Linked DNA regions of Macaca mulatta: region 2 is linked to region 1. The links are chromatin contacts, called in public Hi-C maps. All regions are on one chromosome and are shown on one strand. The core of a region is the stretch at or near the end of the contact, and the rest is flanking DNA. Distances in the headings are between cores, read along the strand shown.

Region 1 (5,642 bases), core at 1,310-3,809:
CTACAGGACCAGCAGACTTGAGGGTGTGTGTGTCTGTGGGTTTGAGTTGAAAGTTGTCACCAGGCACGGTGACTCACGCCTGTAATCCCAGCACTTTGGGAGGCCAAGGCGGGCAGATCACGAGGTCAGGAGATCAAGACCATCCTGGGCAACATGGTGAAACCCCATCTCTACTAAAAATACAAATTAGCCAGGCGTGGTGATGCGTGCCTGTAATCCCAGCTACTCGGGAGGCTGAGACAGAAGGATAGCTTGAACCTGGGAGTTGGAGGTTGCAGTGAGCCGAGATCGCACCACTGCACTCCAGTCTAGCAATAGAGTGAGACTCTGTCCCCACCCCCAAAAAAACAAAACAAAAAAAAACCCATGAAAGTTGTCCTGTACTTACAAGGCCTATTAAACATCCAAATACCTAGACTGGTGCCTGCCACATGGTAGAAGCTCAATATTTATCGAGTGAAAAAGGTAACATATTGAGTAAGGCAACTGAATTAAAAAATCCAAGTATATCTATCTACTATGAACTTCTCTATATATTTAAGTATATTTACTCTTATGTTTTGCAACCATGAGGACTCATCAGAATCCTTTACTTTTTGGTCCTGGAAGAAATATTGGAGATCCTCCAACTCACATATTCTAAAGTAAGTTAAGGACCAGAGATTAAGAGACCAGTGATCAGGGTCAAGCACATTTATGCTACAGCTAGAACCCAACATCAGGCTTTCTGATTCTTAATTCTTTGTTCCACACTACAACAAGCTCTTCTTGCTCCAAACGTTAGTGCTAACTTCATATGTCCAGTGAACTATTCTTTTCAAGGAGTATATTGGAAGGGTTCTCCTTACAGACACTGACTAGTTGGAATCTATTTCACAAAGCATTAAATGCCAGTGAAAACTTCTATACATGAAGTAGTCTTTTTTTTTCTTTTGAGACGGAGTCTCACTCTGTCCCCAGGCTGGAGTGCAGTGGCGCAATCTCAGCTCACTACAACCTCTGTCTTCTAGGTTCAAGGGATTCTCCTGCCTCAGCCTCCTGAGTAGCTGGGACTACAGGTGTGTGCGACCACGCCCAGCTAATTTTTGTATTTTTAGTAGAGAGGGGGTTTCACCATGTTGGCCAGGATGGTTTCTATCTACTGACCTCGTGATCTGCCCACCTCGGCCTCCCAAAGTGCTGGGATTACAGACAGGCGTGAGGCACCGTGACTAGCCAGTAGTCATGATTTTCAACCCTCTGGCAACAAGTTTAGACTGGTCAGAAACAGCAATGATTTTTAGATGTCCATTATATAGATAATATATATTACTTGACAATTACGTTGGCAAACAAATACGTTCTTTGACTAGGTCTGTATAGCTAGGAAAATACTCGATCCAACTGGCCAAGATCGCGCCATTGCACTCCCGCCTGGGCGACAAAAATAAAAAATAATAATTAAAAAAAGGGCTTAGCATGGTATCTGGCCAGTAGGAAGAAATTATATTTATTATTTTTAACTTAGACCTCTCTTAATTGTCTGAAATTTGGGTTTCTTTCAGGTGAAGAAAGAGGACACAGGCTGTCTCTGAGGCTCCCGCCAGCGGAGACAATCTCTAATTAAAAGTAGGCATCGGTTAAATATTTGCTGAACAAAGTTAACTGTCTCTCCCCGGACCCCGTTGAGTGCCCACTCGAGAACTGGCCCGGAGTCGGGCGGGACTGGTCCGTGGGAACCACAAGCCGACCATGTTCACCACCTCGGCCCGGCTCGCGGCATACCTTCTGCTCGCCTCCGGGACCGCAGGGACTTTCAGTCGCGCGTCCAGTAGCGCGCCACTTCAGCCAGCAGTCCGGACACGCCCCTCCTGGCCCAATCCCCGCCCCTCACACACCTGGCCCCGCCCTGTCGGGAGCTCGGTGATCCTCTCTGCGCCGGGTTCTCTCAACGCCCGCCGGCGGCCACGCCCACCCCCGACGCTTTGAGGTCACTTACAGGGGCGACCCTCGGGGGGCGGAGGGACGATGGCGGCAGAGGCCAGATATTGGTGCTCCCTCCCTGAACCCCGGACCGGCGCCGAGGAGGCGGTTCGGCTGGCGCCAGCTGCACTTCGGGACCCGCGCTGGGGGGACCCTGGCGGCGGGGCCTGGTCCTGCTACATGCGGGCGCTTCGGCTGGAGTGAGCGGCGGGGACGCCTCTTTCCTCCGGCTCTTTCCCTGTTGCTGCGAGAGCGAGTGGGCGGCGGGCGACGGAGGCAGCCGGGCCGGGATGGAGGACGTTAACTCCAACGTGAACGCGGACCAAGAGGTGCGGAAGCTGCAGGAGCCGGTGAAGAAGCTGGGGAAGCAGCATGAACAGCTGAGGAGCCGCTCGCGCTGTGCGGGGCCCCGGCTCCATCGGCCCGGCAGGGTGGTTCGCCAGCGCCTCCACTCCCTCCTACCGCGCGGGGTCCCCTCGGGGCTTCCCCTTGGGCCTCAGCGCCGAGTCGTGCGGCGGGGCCGTATGTACCCGAGGCGGAAGAGTAACCAGAAGCTGCGGGACGCCACCTTCTTGCTGGCGGCGGGGGAGGGCGGCTTGCTGGACTAGCTGGAGCGTCTGTCAGGCTGGGAGGAGGGGGAGGAGAGCTGGTGAGCGCGGGGCGCCCGGCGGGGCTGGTCGGGGAAGCCCCAGGGGCGGAGGGCATCCCCGAGGGTCCCTCTGGTCGGGCGCCTGGCTTTGTGTAGCCAGGTTCGCTCTCGGCGGGTACTCGTGGTGTTCTTGCTCTGGCAGAGGGAAGGTCAGTTGGAGTTGGACGCTCGAGACTTGCGAGTAACAGGGCTTGTAGCTCCTCTGGATTGTGAACCCTGTGGGTGCTGGGCCCTGTTGGGGTCGGTGGGTTAGTTGGATCCAGAAGGGCTGTTCGCTGTGGGGAGGAGTCGGAGGTGGAAAACTACTTTGTAGGCAGGGATTCTCCTTTGTATAAGAGACTGGCTTTCGGATGGTGGTCCGGGCATTTTGAATGTTGGGGAGGGGTCGGGTTGATGAGGTATTACCAAGTTCGGGGGTTGCAGACCAAAGTAGCCTACGTCTGTGCAGCGGCTGGTGTTTGGGATCAGTTTCTAGCGGGGATGGGGAGACCATGTGGATCAGCACTCCCCTTTGGGTAGTGAGGTAAAGCTTGCTCTGTGTGAAGAGGTCAGAGGATGGTGCTGTTTTGTGTGAAGAATCCAGGGTGGAACAAGAGCCCTGGCTCTTCTTAAAACAAGAATTGAGTCTGGCATTTTGCAGAGTTCTGAATTGACAGTTATCACATCCATCCTTCATTTCCACGTCCTCCTAGGGGCAGAGAAAGAGTCCTATTTAAATATCTAAACCAAAGCTGTATTGTCATAAGCCACTTCTTGACGAAATTGTGACCCACACCTTAATATCACTTTCATAAATAGGACATGGGAGGCTTTTCCCCTCGTTTTATTATAAAGATGTCTGTGGGAAATTCTCTTAATTCATCCTTTTAAAAATTTTACTTTTTAGCTAAAATGTCTCTGCTCAGCTGAAATTCAAACTGCTAACTTAGTGAAATCGAAATCATTCGTGGACTATAGTATAGCAGGGCTGGAACTGTGCAGTGTTCTGAGGTAGTTAAGAGCTTTGCTAGATTCAGGCCCTGGTTTTGCCACTTACTAGCTGTATGACCCTGAGCAAGTTATTCTGAGCCTCACTTTCTTTCTCAAATAATAGCACTTACTCTATAGAGTTCAGAAAATTTAGTAAGATAATCCACGTATGCATTTAGCACTGGATGTGGCATATAGTAAACTCTCCAAAACTAGCTGCTGTTTATTATTATTATTATTATTATTATTATTATTATTATTTTGAGACAGAGTCTTGCTCTGTCGCCCAGGCTGGAGTGCAGTGGTGCGATCTCGGCTCACTGCAAGCTCCGCCTCCCAGGTTCACACCATTCTCCTGCCTCAACCTCCCGAGTAGCTGGGACTACAGGAGCCCGCCACCACGCCCGGCTAATTTTTTGTTTTTGTATTTTTAGAAGAGATAGGATTTCACCATGTTAGCCAGGATGTTCTTGATCTCCTGACCTCGTGATCCTCCCGCCTCGGCCTCCCAAAGTGCTGGGATTACAGGCTTGAACCACCACGCCCGGCCAATATATTATTCTTAAGCCTAGTTATTTAAATCAAACATTTAGTGAGCTCTTACATGATGTAGTAGGAGACTCTGAAGATTCTCAGGTGTTGATCTCTGTTCATAAGGCAGTTATAGTCTTGTGGAGAACTAAGTTTTATGCAGTTAAATAAACTAGAAAGTGTATAGTGAATTACCAAAAGAGAGATATTACCAAAAGAGAGAGAGAACAAAAGGTACTGTCAGTGCTCAGTAAGAAAACAGTAGTCCAAAATAGATGGGCCAAACTTTGAGGAGGAGATGGCTTTGGAGTCTGGAAATGAGGAAAGAGTGGGAAGGGCATTTTATGCTCTGACAACTACAAGAACAGAATCAGAGATAGTTCTAACTCCCAGTTAGGAAGATTTGAATAACAGAAGTACTTTTGAGTATATGATGACAAACCTTTATTTTTTATTTACCTTTTTTTTTTGAGACAGAGTCTGGCTCTGTTACCCAGGCTGGAGTGCAGTGGCATGATCTCAGCTCACTGCAACCTCTGCCTCCTGGGTTCAAGCAATTCTTCTGCCCCAGCCTCCCAAGTAGCATGCCCACTACCATGCCCAGATAATTTTTGTATTTTTAGTAGATATGGGGTTTCACCATACTGGCCAGGCTGGTCTTGAACTCCAGACCTCATGATCTGCCTGCCTTGGCCTCCCAAAGTGCTGCGTGAGCCACTGTGCCTAGCCGGCAAACCTTTATTACCAAGTGATATCAAATATTATTAGAGCTGAGTATGGTAGTGACAGTTTTTCATATAAATGTGAAATTGCATCCTCCCAAAGGAATCCTGAGTATGTATGTACTTTAAAAGAACCCAGAATCATCTAAATATTGTCACATGGCTCTTGCAAGTGATGATAATAGTGATGCTCATAACAATGAGGATTAACTGCACTCATCAGCCTGTAGAAAGTAAAAAGTTTCCTTTTCGAAATTTCCTTTCTTGTTAAAGAATAAATGTTAAGTGAGAAATAATAGTTTCCTTTAAAGACTAACTTCCTTCAAGCCTCGTCTCCTTAAAACTCTTTGTTAAGCCCTGTCCTATGTAGCTGTTAGATATAAGGGAATAAGTATATTCTATGTCCTTGTACTTTAACCAAGATATTTGTGCTGGACATGCTCTCAGGCACGTTCCAGCTCGCAGCCTATGCCCCTTCCTTATTTGGAAATATTACTACTTTTCTAAGTCCTTTCGCAAGCAACTTCCTCTTTTCCTTTGTTCTCTATCGCCTTTCCCTATTTAGGAAAGTTTTAAGTTACTAGCCAGTAGAGTTTAATTTAAATTGTGAGGTCCAGCTCCAGCCAATGGAGACAGGACACAGTAGCAGGGACAAGCTACATAAGGAATAAAAACTGCTTCCCTCCTTTGTTCGGGTGTGTAGTCACCATTGTTTCATCTGTGAGGAGCACCCTTTCTGCAGAAAGTAAAATTGCCTTGCTGAAAAAACTTTTAATCTAAATGCTGATTTTTCCTTGCAGTACTGAGGA
Region 2 (5,642 bases), core at 878-3,377, 34 kb before region 1:
AATAAATAATATTTAGAGAAGTGGGAACAACATAATGGTATTTGTCTGTATCTTTTTTTTTTTTTTTTTTTTGCAACAGGGTCTTGCTCTGTCACCCAGGCTGGAGTGCAGTGGCGCGATCTTGGCTCACTACAGCCTCAACCTCCAGGGCTCAAGCCATCCTCGCATCTCAGCCTCCCAAAGTGCTAGGATTACAGGCTTGAGCCACTGCACCCGGCTGCCTCTATCTCTAAAAATTCTGAAGTTCTGATTTTCTTTGGACTATTGATACAGCATATTATTTTATGCTTTGGTTGTCTTGTAACCAAAGTAGCTGAATTTAACAAACTATCACCATTTCCAGAAATAATAAGGCTGAAACAATTCTTAATTACTACTACATTACTGATAAGATACTGAATCCTTATTTGTATATTTATCTTTGCATAATGGTTTTAAGATACAAATAGCATCATTAAAGAAAATATGTCTGAAAATAACATTTTTGAAAGGAAGAAAAGTCACTCCCATCACCGTAACATATCCACATGCAGACACTGTATGCAACTGTAATTAGGGCATACAAGAGTTTTTTCGTGTGACATATTATAAATATTTTCAACACTGTCTCACATATTCCATGTTAACATTAGGTATTAATTTCTAATATCTACAGAATATTCTGTTAATTTGTCATATCATAATTTACTTAACCAATTTACAATTGTTAGACAGTTTTTTTTTTGAGTTTTCCCCTTTTAGATATAATGCTTCAGTACTGAAGCATGGGTATGCTTTTCTGGTACCCCCTACCCTCCAATATTTTAGAAGACTGCCTCATGATAAATTTCTAACAATGGAACGACTGGTTCGTAAGATATGTATAAAATTACAATACTCTAGCATATTGGAAAACATATTTTCTTTCCAAAAGCATGTCAATGGAACAATGTCACAACAAACTTAACAACGTGGGTGGTACTATTAATAATTTTGAGGGTTTGATAGGCATAAAGTAACAAAGCGAATTTAATAGGTCTAAAAAACAATAAGACTGTGTTGAAAGTACATTTCTTTAACTGCTATTAGTGTTTTTACCATACACTTGTTAATGATTTATATTTCTCTCTTTAATGGTCTTTCCCTTTTAGACTATTAAGGGCCTGAGGATTTTCCGTTACATTTGAATGAACTCTTTCATGCTATATGTAAATATTTTCCTAGTCTATTGTTCTTTTAATTTTAATTTTTCATAGTTAAAAAAAATTTTAGGCCGAGCACAGTGGCTCACGCCTATAATCCCAGCACTTTAGGGGCTGAGGTGGGTGGATCACGAGGTCAAGAGATCAAGACCATCCTGGCCAACATGGTGAAACCTGGTTTCTACTAAAAATACAAAAATTAGCTGGGCGTGGTGGCATGTGCCTGTAGTCCCAGCTACTTGGGAGGCTAAGGCAGAAGAATCGCTTGAACCCAGGAGGCAGAGGTTGCAACGAGCCGAGATCGCGCCACTGCACTCCAGCCTGGGTGGCAGAACAAGACTTTGACTCAAAAAATAATAATAATAAATAAATTTTAATCTTCATCTGGTTGAATTCATTAGTTTTTTCTTTGTTCACTGTCCTTCTTTAGACATTGATGTATATAAGATGATATGTTATGACTGCTCAATGATAATAGACAATGATCATTGTCATAATAATAAAAATCATGCTGTGCACAGTGGCTCACACCTGTAATCCAGCATTTTGTGAGGTGACTGGATCATGAGGTCAGGAGTTTGAGACCAGCCTGGTCAACATAGTGAAACCCCATCTCTACTAAAAATACAAAAATTAACCAGGCATGGGGGCATGCGTCTGTAGTCCCAGCTATTCAGGAGGCTGAGGCAGGAGAATTGCTTGAACCCAGGAGGCAGAGACTGAGGTATGCCGAGATCGCACCACTGCACTCCAGGCTGGGCAACAGAGCCAGACTCCATCTCAAAAAAAAAAAAAAAAAAATCATTTCAGAGGGCCTCATTATACTTGCGAAACATGGGGTTTATGAAAATTCTAGGAAGGAGAGTAATGAAGTGGATACCTCTTGAGAGTGTATGGGAAACTATGAGTATGTACTGGCAGGAGGGAAAGAGGAAGAGAGAGGGACAGTTTCCTTCCTCTATCAAGGTATGACAGCATGTGTCACAGCACGATGCACGCTTAACACGTAGGCAGAAAATGGCTTTCTTAGGAAATCTTTCAAATGGGAAATCCCCCTGGCTGGTGATATTCATCCGCTCTGCCAATGATGCTCATAAAATGATTCCAAGGCACCACAGAGCTCTCGAATCTCTCCCAACTATCAAAGAGTTATGCTTGGTTTCTGTTTCAATATTAGTTACGCTAGGCTCTGAGCTACTTGCAGGTATTTGTAACCCCAGGTTCTGAAACCTGTAAGATGGAGATGTGAATGTTTGCCAGATGATCATTTGGAAACATTATTTTACCAATTTTCTAATTCTTTTGGCACTTGTTTGAAAATGTATGGAGTGGAAAGAAGTAGAGTGTTTGCATTCTAATCCAGGTTCAGGCACCAAGGTGTTGGCTAATCTTAGATAACCTATTTTTTTTCTGGGCCTCGATTTTCTCATTTGTTAAAATAAGGGAGGACTTCAGGCTAGATTATCTCAGAGGTAATTTTCAGTGAGCATTCTTTGATTACGGACTGTAAATTAACTAAATAAAATGTCCAGTTAGTTGGGTTACTGTATATTTTTAAAACTATGATCACAAAGAGAGTAGATTATGAAAGAAACCATCAACCTTTTCATAGCTTCAAAGGTATTGGTTTAATTTGGATTTACTGTGAGTTCTCATGATTTTCAATACAATGCAGTTTACAGTATAATAGAATTCATATTACAAATATAAGCGCATTGAAATAAATGTTGGACAATTGAACAAGAACAAGAAAAAAAAATAGGCTTTCTATCCTCTAGAGCTGTGCTTGCTGTCCACTATGGTAGTGAAATGTGGCTAGTCTGAACTAAGATATGCCGTAAGTACTAAATACTCATTGGATTTTGAAGATTTGTTATGAGAAAAGAATATCTCATTAATGATTTTATACTGATTACATATTAAAATAACACTAAATGTATCTTAAAAGTTAGTTTTACCTATTTTTTTACTTTTTAAAATATGGCTACAAAAAAATTAAAATTACAGATGTAGGTCACACTGTATTTCTGTTAGATGATGCTGCTTAAGAGGGGTAGAAGGAGTAGAAGATTAACTATTTGCACTATTTAAATGAAAATATTTTTGCTTTTTATTACAGCATACTTAATCTACAATGATTTTTAAAATGTTAAATTTATTCTCTCATAGGAAAATGGCTTTGTAAAGAAGTTTGAACCTAAATCTGGCTGGATGACTTTTCTAGAAGTTACAGGAAAGATCTGTGAAATGCTATCTCTCCTGAAGCAATACTGTTGACCAGAAAGGACACTCCATATTGTGAAACCGGCCTAATTTTCTTAACTCTCATCAAAACGATTGCCAACACATACTTCTAGTTTTAAACAAACAGCTGTGATGATGTAACCTGACTTTCCATAGTTATGGAAATTTTTCCCCATTTAATGAATAAATTGTATGTATTTTTCTCTATGTGCCATTTTGTCTTAATTTCTTGGGTCTGCCTGGAAATTCAGCCGAAGGGTAAAGCTCAACACAGGAGACAGGCAATGGATTATGGGATGACAACCAGGAAGGTGGTGTGTTTTCTGCCCGTCGGTAGACTCTTTCAGGGGTGCCCATTACCCAGAAGTCCTCCATGTCACTAGGCTAGACTGCAGACTAGACTGAGAAGCAGACTCAGGCTAGAAGCAGACTCAGGTCGGCTTCCCTCTTCTTCCTTCCTTCCTTCTTTCCCATGCTGTCTGCAGTTTCCAGTGCCCCTGGCTGCTTAGAGTTTCCACTGATGCCTCCTCCCCAGCCTTCTCTCTCTGGCTTGCCATTTGGGGTTGATGGATATGGCAACCCGATATGCAAGATACTCGGGGATATTGTGACCAAAGAAAATTAGGTAAATGATTCAATGTGGAGCTAGTGTTAAAAAAATTTTTTTTGTTTTTTTTTTTGTAAAAATGAACGGATTAGAAAATTATGTAGTTTGTTAGACCTTGTGTTCTAATTTTTAGGTCAGCAAATCTGATTGCAATATGGAAGCTATACCTTGTTCTAGACCTTCCTGGTCTTCCCTTCCTTTTTTTTTTTTTTTTTGTTTTCTTTTTCGAGGTGAGTCTCGCTCTGTCGCCCAGGCTGGAGTGCAGTGGTCCCATCTCGGCTCACTGCAAGCTCCGCCTCCGGGTTCTAGCCATTCTCCTGTTTCAGCCTCCCGAGTAACTGGGACTACAGGCACCTGCCACCAAGCCTGGCTAATTTTTTGTATTTTTAGTAGAGACGGGGTTTCACCGTGTTAGCCAGGATGGTCTTGATCTCTTGACTTCGTGATCTGCCCACTTTGGCCTCCCAAAGTGCTGGGACTACAGGTGTGAGCCGCTGTGCCCGGCCCCACTGCAGTTACTTCTTTTTTTTTTTTTTTGAGACGGAGTCTCGCTCTGTCACCCAGGCTGGAGTGCAGTGGCCGGATCTCAGCTCACTGCAAGCTCCGCCTCCCGGGTTTACGCCATTCTCCTGCCTCAGCCTCCCGAGTAGCTGGGACTACAGGCGCCTGCCACCTCGCCCGGCTAAGTTTTTGTATTTTTAGTAGAGACGGGGTTTCACTGTGTTAGCCAGGATGGTCTCGATCTCCTGACCTCGTGATCCGCCCGTCTCGGCCTCCCAAAGTGCTGGGATTACAGGCTTGAGCCACCACGCCCGGCCTGCAGTTACTTCTTTAGCAATGTGACACTGGGAAATCAGTGACTATTTCTGATTTGGTCTGTGACCCGGTCTTTTAAACTGTGCCTTGCTGTGTGTTTTATTAATTTAATTTTAAAAAAGGTTTTTATGGCCGGCGTGGTGGCTCAGGCCTGTAATGCCAGCACTTCTCACGCCTGTAATCCCAGCACTTTGGGAGGCCGAGGTGGGTGGATCACCTGAGTTCAGGAGTTCGAGACCAGCCTGGCCAACATGGTGAAACCCCGTCTCTACTAAAAATACAAAAATTAACCGTGCCGTGGTTGGGGACACCTGTAATCCCAGGTACTCTGGAGGCCGAGACACGAGAATCGCTTGAATCTGGGAGGCAGAGGCTGCAGTGAGCCGAGATTGCACCATTGCACTCCAGGCTGGGTGGCAAAAGCGAAACTCCATCTCAAAAAACAAACAAACAAAAACGGTTTTTATAAACCTCAACTCTTCACGTGGCACAGAAAAATTAAATGAAAACAGATCACAGACCTAAATTTATGTGAAAACTATACAACGTCTAGAAGAAAATGTAAGAGAAAATCTTTACAACTTTGGTGTAGGCAGACTTCTTAGGCAGAACACACAAAGCTTGAGCCAGAAAAGAAAATATTGATAATTTGAAAATTAAAAAATGTTTAATTTTTACTCTTAAAAAGATACTTCAAGAACTCAAACAGAAGGCATTTGAATTAGACTTCAATAAAGCTATTACAAAAAAGCTCTCAAAAAGGCACACCACATAATGGAAGACAATCTGTACTA

The links. A called contact is a pair of places that touch in the nucleus more often than the background predicts.
Region 2: a contact with region 1 is called in a Hi-C map of CD4 T cells, with 3 times the contacts expected there. The contact joins two enhancer-like sites. A contact is called at or near these places in 5 of 14 Hi-C or Micro-C datasets (CD4 T cells, blood, fetal cortex germinal zone and 2 more).

Annotation. Positions count from the first base shown.
Region 1 is chr7:58,129,283-58,134,924 of T2T-MMU8v2.0, reverse strand. It overlaps the pseudogene LOC106999253. Among named protein-coding and RNA genes, the nearest start is that of MTHFS, 18 kb to the right of the region's middle. Within about 2 kb of position 2,559, at least 28 of the 40 cell types and tissues checked have an H3K27ac peak or open chromatin away from gene starts, as enhancers often do. A contact at or near this core is called in CD4 T cells and blood, where this site is marked.
Region 2 is chr7:58,162,791-58,168,432 of T2T-MMU8v2.0, reverse strand. It overlaps BCL2A1 (BCL2 related protein A1), which reads left to right. Exons shown (of 2, transcript NM_001261278.1): 2 at 3,351-3,590. The coding sequence ends at 3,458. Among named protein-coding and RNA genes, the nearest start is that of BCL2A1, 8.5 kb to the left of the region's middle. Within about 2 kb of position 2,127, at least 15 of the 40 cell types and tissues checked have an H3K27ac peak or open chromatin away from gene starts, as enhancers often do. A contact at or near this core is called in CD4 T cells and blood, where this site is marked.